Linked DNA regions of Sus scrofa: region 1 is linked to region 2. Evidence: chromatin contacts called from public HiChIP or PLAC-seq data. All regions are on one chromosome and are shown on one strand. The core of a region is the stretch at or near the end of the contact, and the rest is flanking DNA. Distances in the headings are between cores, read along the strand shown. Region 1 overlaps GRB2 (growth factor receptor bound protein 2). Region 2 holds the start of CASKIN2 (caskin-2).

Evidence for each region. HiChIP or PLAC-seq counts read pairs in DNA pulled down with a chosen protein or histone mark.
Region 1: a contact with region 2 is called in an H3K27ac HiChIP or PLAC-seq map of skeletal muscle, with 5 times the contacts expected there. The contact joins the enhancer-like site here to the promoter of CASKIN2 in region 2. A contact is called at or near these places in 2 of 5 promoter capture datasets (fetal liver and liver), 14 of 47 Hi-C or Micro-C datasets (alveolar macrophages, blood, embryonic fibroblasts and 10 more) and 2 of 2 datasets of contacts at active chromatin or transcription factors (alveolar macrophages and skeletal muscle).

What each region holds. Positions count from the first base shown.
Region 1 is chr12:6,000,685-6,004,266 of Sscrofa11.1, reverse strand. The region is part of intron 3 of GRB2 (growth factor receptor bound protein 2); the gene reads right to left. Among named protein-coding and RNA genes, the nearest start is that of SLC25A19, 31 kb to the left of the region's middle. Within about 2 kb of position 2,151, at least 27 of the 83 cell types and tissues checked have an H3K27ac peak or open chromatin away from gene starts, as enhancers often do. A contact at or near this core is called in alveolar macrophages, fetal liver, liver and 2 more, where this site is marked.
Region 2 is chr12:5,853,861-5,857,421 of Sscrofa11.1, reverse strand. CASKIN2 (caskin-2) reads right to left here and starts at 1,548. Exons shown (of 20, transcript XM_021066645.1): 1 at 1,322-1,548; 2 at 1-178. TSEN54 (tRNA-splicing endonuclease subunit Sen54) reads left to right here and starts at 1,631. Exons shown (of 12, transcript XM_021066651.1): 1 at 1,631-1,719; 2 at 1,839-2,461; 3 at 2,798-2,962; 4 at 3,060-3,123; 5 at 3,208-3,291. The coding sequence starts at 3,226.

The DNA of each region.
Region 1 (3,582 bases), core at 902-3,401, 150 kb before region 2:
CAAGGCAGCGGGGAAAGCCCAGGCCTACTGACTTAAGCACAGGATGAACCACAGAGGGGGAGATGGGCCCTTCCTGCAGCCATTTGATAAGGCGGCAGCCTTGCCACATGGGATGGAGAGACAGGGACAGGGAAGCTGGAAGGCCCAGAAGCTGCAGGCAGGGCTACTTCTTGTAACAGCACAAAGGGGAAAGGTCCTGGCGGTGAAGAGCCCCAGGTGGTGGCGGCGGTTTGCATTCCTCTCAGGCCTCTCTCTGCCGTCACCGCTCAGGGTTTGGCTTTTAGGAGCCGTCGGGAATATGCCATAATTCACCCTGTGCAGAGGCAGCTAGTTGCAAATTTCGAATTTTCATTTGGAGCAAGTTATAGATTCTTCTGCTCCCAGTGCTCATTCACTTTGGTCACGAGAGAAAGCAGGGGAACTCAGGGAAAGTGTGGGAGCCCCGGGGGCCGACCAGGAGGAAGAGGAGCAGCAATCTCGTCACAGCCACCTCCCTTTCCACAGGGAAGCCCTAACTAACTGGGAGAGATGACTGGAAACTCAGTGCTCTGTGCCAAGCTGTCTTTACCGAGCTAATACTTTAAAAAAGCAACAACGCTACTTATAAGCGAATAAAGACCTATGGGCCTCATCAGACTCCTTACGGGGCAGCTAACAGGCAGTGTATCCGCAAACCAGAAAAGCAAAGGCACCAAAGCATCAACTAAGGTTCTAAACCTACCACACATCCATCTTACTTATAAGCAACTGCACCACAAGATGCCTCTGAAATAATACACTATACTAAAATCCCAACAGAAGGACGTGAGCTGCGAGGAAGGGTACAGTCAGAAGTTGCCATCAATAACCTAAAACAGCCCTAAAATCTGCATCCTTGTGTCTTTCGCACTTGGGGTGCTATAACGCCGAGCTGCGCGGAGGAGCTGGTACAACCGACCTGCCTTCCTGCCCTGACACATAACTCGAGGCGAAGGCCTCCAGTGCCCACAGAGAAATTGCGGATTAGCACGGCAGGATGCCCTCCGACTGGGCAAGGACAGCTCACAGCACGGGGACGCGTGAGCACTGTCTTGGTCCCTGGGCGCTTGGTTTACTGGTTTACGAGGCCCCCGCGCAGCAGGCATCTGGCTGGGAGCCACATTCTTTCCTCCTGCCCCCCCCCCCCCCCATTTTCCCACCAGATAGGCATTTTCCTTTCTGTTTCCCCTTTTTAAGGTAAAAGTAATGAATATGAATTAAAATAGCGTAGATGTGCGTGAAGTAAAAATAAAAAGCAGGGCTCCTCCCTCAAGCTCCCTGGGGCAGCGATGCTGGCTGGTGGTTAGAGGCCTGTGTTTTCAGACCTGCCCTCACAGGGCACAGATATACAGAGCTGGTGGCACTGCTTTCCCAGCTGAAAAGCCACTCATTTTTATTTTCCATTAACAAACAAACAAACACCCGCAGTGAGGCAAAACACTCTACCTGGAATTTTTACAAAGTAAACACACCCCCTGTTATAAGCAGCCACACTGAAAAACAGAAAATGAGTAGGAGACCATTTTATTTAATAAAGACTTCTTTCGTATCTGCTCCCATTTTCACTAAACACCCCCTCTCCCCCTCAAGGATGTCCCCCAACATAAGGAGTGTGACATTGTGTGAGGAACAGCTGGCACTCTCAGGACATTTAACACCACCCCTCATGTTTCCTCAGCATTTTATATTATTGATAAATTTAATGAACTTCTTTTAATGGCAATATTTATGTGTAACCACACGGCTGTGGTCAATTTTTTTTAATTCATTTTTTTTTAAAAGATGGGTTTATACTACAGGAAAAATAACGAGGGAGGGAGAAAGCTAATGGGAGTGGGCAGCTCATTTTCCAATTCAATTCTTCATCACACCCCGTAGGCTTCCATCGAGAGGCACTGAATGTGAAAAGCATATATTGGACCCACCCCCAGTACATACAACTCATGGTGCGACTCGAACGCCAACAGTCGTTTTGGAGTCTGCGTCTAATCTGTTAGCTCAGATGCTGCATGAGGTCACACTCCATTTTAAACTTCCCCCTTCCTCCCTAAGAAAAACCAGAAAGGGGAGGAAGGGGGGCCTGGCACGCCGTGCTCTCCCGAAGCTGCGAAACCAGCAGCGACCCTGTTCTCCTGGACATCCAGGCCCAGGGCAGCCCCGTCACGTGGAACAGGCCTGTCAGGCCAACGAGCACACAGGCACAAGGTCAGGGGCTTTTCTGGCAAAACGGTTTCCTTTTTCAGAGCTTGTGATGAGCACTGCCTGCCTTTCAGCCAGTCTGTGGAGAACACCACGACGGAGCCAGGGGCCTGAACTGGATGCTTCCTGATCAATTATTAGCCCCATGTTCCCCACAGAGGGGAGGAAGCAGGCCCGAGAGGGAATCTTCCTAAAAGGCTAATCCATCAGTCAGGTCAGAAACTACAACCACCCAAGGAAGGGGGCCCTTCCCATGTATTCAACAGTCAGGTTTGAAATGTGGCTGACACCCGAAACAGTATGGAGAAAAACAAGGCTTCAGAGCCACAGGCATTTCATTTAATATTCAAATTACAGTCTGATGTTCTGCTGAATTCCCTTTCAGTCTGGAACTATGAAAACAAAAGGGCACTCAGGTAGGTTTTGTTATCATTGGACCCAGTGCCATAGGCCTAAATCTAGGCAGTTTCTGTATGGTCCACAATCTAAGACTATATTTAAACATTTTAAAGGATTATTTAAAAAAATTCTAACAAGAATATGTGATGTGACAGAGACCACACATGGCCCACAAGGCTTACAGTATTTATCTGACCCTTTACAGAAAAGGTTGAGCTAATCTCCATCCATCCTGTGAGGATGGATCACAGGAACGGATGTGCACAAATGATGTGGCTTGTATGCAGGGCCCGAGGCAGGATGCACCATGCACTCCCAGGAACCACCACCCAGCTCCTCCTCCTTGCAGAGCGCGTTCCGTGATGCTGTCCACGAACAGCCCACATGACTCCCAAAGCAAAGAGGGACACTAAGAAGCCACGAGAATGCAAAACTGTGCTTGGTACACTTCCCAGGAATCTAGTCATCTCATGCTCATCTTTTGGAGTTTCCTGGATATCGCTACTTGTGTCTAGAGTTTAGTAACCAGAGCACGGCTGCATATTAATAATCCCCACCCATCTAAAGTTACACGGACCTCAAATGCAGGACATTATCAATCAATCCACTGATGGGGCCCAGGAATCTCTTCCATCTATACCTTCGAAGATTTAATACTTCTGAGTTTATTATCATGAACAAATTGGTCCAGGCCTTTGTACAGGAATTTGGTCTGAATATAATTTCAAAACTACCTACTGAGCTACTATGTGCAAAAGCAAGGAACAAGTGATAAGGGAGTCTAACACCAGAAGACAGACATTCTTCACGGAATCCAACACCTTTTGGTGGGGAGAGCAGAGCTCAAACTCATAGTTACAAAGATACAAGCCAGTACAAGTTCCAAACAAACACTGGAAATACATACTTTACAAATGAGACTGGTTTTCTCCTTGTAAATCATTCAATGAAATATTTATTGAGCCA
Region 2 (3,561 bases), core at 299-2,798:
CAGGGATGGGCCAGGACTGGGAACGCCAATCTTCCCAAAGTGGCTCAGGAGCACCAGTGCCCACCCAGAGGGCAGCCTGCATTCCCTCGGGCCTTGGGCAGCGGCGGCAGCAGCGGCGGCGGTGGACAGGTGTCAGGGGTCTGGAAAAGGTGTGGTCCGCTGAAGGCTGGGCCAGAGCCTGAAAGGGTCCCAGAAGCAGGGCTCAGAGAAAGAACCGGACAGGGCCTCCAGGGACCCCCCAAATCATCCTGGCTGCCCTTGTGAGTCAAGGGAGGGGCTGAGCCACTCAAAGAGGGGAGGGAGCCACCACGCCTGAGAGCAGCACTTGGTGGGGGGAAGGGGTCCTGGGAGGGGGAGGTTGAGTCACTGAGGCCCCAGGGCACCTGGCAGCACCTCAACCTGGGGCAGGAGGGGCCCTGGCAGCACGACACATTGGGGTAGGCGGGGCCAGCAGCCTGTTCTCCACAGCCCCGGGCACTGACACCCACAGACAACTGGTGGGCCAGAAGGTGGGGCCTGGCAGAAGGTCAGGCGCAGGCAGCCCGGCCCGTGGTCACTCCCTGTGGAAGGCGCCTGCCCCCAGACCCCTCCCTCTCTAAGCTTTGCTGTAATAGCTGGATGCCCTTGCCCCAGGGCTCTTCATGAATCTAGAGGGTGGAGTGGGAGCTACGGCTCTCCATCTCTGGCCGAGGGTCTGCCTGCAGGACAGGGAGGCTTTCCGGCACCTGTTGCTGACCCTTGCGCGGGATGGGGAAGCAGCTGGGCAGAGAACAGAGATAAGAGCTGGGGCACCGCTGGTAAATGAGGCTGCCTGGCCCCCCCCAAGCCTGAATCTGTGGCCCAGAGCCCCGACTTCACTTTAGAAAAGCTTACGTCAGTTCCTCAGTGGCCATGAATTTGCTGCCCAAGTCCTGTGGCATGAGCCCCGTGCAGGCCTGGGGCCCTAGCTGGGGTCGCCCTTCCTCCCAAAATGTCCCAAGCCCAACCCAGAGGGCACTCCAGCTCAAGGCCCGAGGCCGACATTGGGGGAGGGCGCCCCTGGCAGTGCCTGGGGTCGGGCTGGCTCCCCCGCCCCCCGGAATGCCAGTCCAGCGCCGCGCAACCCCCCCAACCCAGCCCAGCTCCAGCCGACCGGGGAACAAAGCGGCGGGAGGGACCGGGAGGGCCAAGTGCCGGAGGGATTGATGCGGGAGGACGGGATAGGGGCGCGAAAAGGACAGAAGGAGCCGACAGATGTAGGCGCCCGCCGATCCCGCAGGAAAAGTTAGTTTGTACCCGCCCTCAAGGGTGCTGACCCCCAGCTCAGACCCCGCCGTCTCACCTCTCCAGCCGCCCCGCTGGGGGTCCGGCTGGTCCCGCTCGGTCCCTGGCACTCCGGACGGCGGCTCCCACTGCCCCCCTTACCCCTTTTCTCCTTCTTCTCCTCCTTTTCCAAGGCCGGCTCGGCGCCTCCCGCAGGAAATCCCGCCCCTCCCCCTTCCCTCCCGCCGGATCGGGAGCGGAGGGATCGTCCCGGCCGCGCAGTCGGGCTGTCAGTCAGTGCCTGGGGCCCCGCCCCGAGCCGCCCAGGCCCCGCCCCCATCACTCGGGTCCGGACCTTGGACACTGCCTCGCTCAGCGCATGCGCCCAGGTGAAGCGGCGGGGGTGGGGACGAGAGTACGCTGCGTCCCGGCTGTTGGAGCAGGGGCGATCTGGGGCTCTAGGGTTCAGACTGAAGGGTGAGGTGCCCTGTTTGTGACGGGCGGGAGGGAAGACATGATGCGAAGGGGTCTGGGAACCGAGACCCAGGAATCTCACTTGGGAAATCCCCCTTCCCTTTTGCCCCTCGCCCCTCCAGGGACCGCCGCGGCGACCTCTGCCCGCGAGGCCAGAATAGCAGACCAACAACCGCTGGTTGGAGCAATGGTGCCACCTAGCGGCCCGTGTCGGAGCGGCCCGTGGTGGCGGCGGCGGGGACCCCAGCTTCGAGGAGGTGCCTATGACCATCTATGGTGGCGCTTCAGCACCATCGTGGGTCGGACAGCGGCCTCCCGCCCCCGGCCCTGAAAACATAGTTTCCGAGCCCTTAGGAAGAGACCCAACGGAAGACCCTGAAGGAACACCGAACCTCCCTAGATCGCATCTGACAGCCCTCGGCGGCCTCCAGTTTGTGAAGCTGGAATTCGGGAACCTAGCACTCGCCCATCTCTACACCCCTCTTCTTCCCTCCCTGTCCCAATGGGTGATGGGGACTAAGCAGCTCAGGGCTGCGGAGGGGAAGATCATGAATTTGACTCTTCATAGCACACTTTCAAACGTCAGGCTCCGCAAGTTTTACTAGAGAGGAGCCCAGAGGAGGGCTGGGGATCGGAGAGATGGTCCTAACAAATCCAGAAACCTGCAAGCTCTCCGCCTCCGGAATCGAGCCCCATGTCTGTTGGCAGGCGCTAGGACCCAGGACACCAGGAAGGTGGAAAGCAGGTGGGTTGATCTGGAGCGCGGAGGAGCAGAGGTCGGATTGGCGGGCGCTAGGGCCGCGCGGAGTTCCGGCGGTGGGCGGGGCATGGGCGGCGCGCGCGCGCGCGCGCGCAGCTGCAGACGGCGGCCCGATGGAGCCCGAACCTGGGTCCGCCGAGGTGGAGGTTCCTCCCGGGCGCGTGCTCAGGTGCGGCGCGGCGCGGCCCGGCCCGGGGGAGGCGCCGGGACCGCAGGGTGGGCGCAGGGAAGGAGATGGGCACCCAGGACGGGGATCCCGGCCAGGGCCGAGCGGTCCCGACTGCGTGGCGCTAACCCCGCGTCCCTTCTTGCTTTCCCCAGTGTGCCGGAGCTCTTCGCCGCCCGCTCGCGGCCCCAGAAGCTGCCCCAGCGCTCGCATGGCCCCAAGGACTTCCTTCCCGACGGCTCGGCGGCCCAGGCTGAGCGGCTGCGCTTGTGCCGCGAGGAGCTCTGGCAGCTGCTGGCGGAGGAGCGCGTGGAGCGCCTGTGAGGGGGGCGGGCCGGGCCGGGGGCGGAGCCGGGCGGACGGACCGGGTCGACTAAGCCCGCAGATTGAGACGGCCCCCTCCCCACTCCTTGCCAGGGGCAGTTTGGTGGCCGCCGAGTGGAGACCGGAAGAAGGCTTCGTGGAGCTGAAGTCTCCTGCGGTGAGCCGTGGGCCTTTGAGACAGGGAGCCCGCCCTCCCTGCCCTCCCGGCTCCTTTGTGACATTTGCTCTGGGTCCCACGCAGGGTAAATTCTGGCAGACTATGGGCTTCTCAGAGCAGGGACGGCAGCGGCTTCACCCAGAAGAGGCCTTGTATCTGCTGGAGTGTGTGAGTGGGGCCCTGGGAGCGCGGCAAAGGGCTCGGGACCAAGGAACGGGAAGGCCATGTTTTTATTGGAAGAAAAGTATATCATCTGAGCATTCTGGGAGCTTGTAACCTGATTTCCAGAGCAGGAGACAAGAGTACCACGCGGGGAGCAGGGATTCCAGCCTAATTCTGAGTGCTGCCTCCCTCCCCGACCCCCTGTCTTCCTGGTTGGCCATATTCTCGCTGCGATGGGGGGTGGGGGGGGTATAGCAAGCCAGGAAGTCGCCCCAT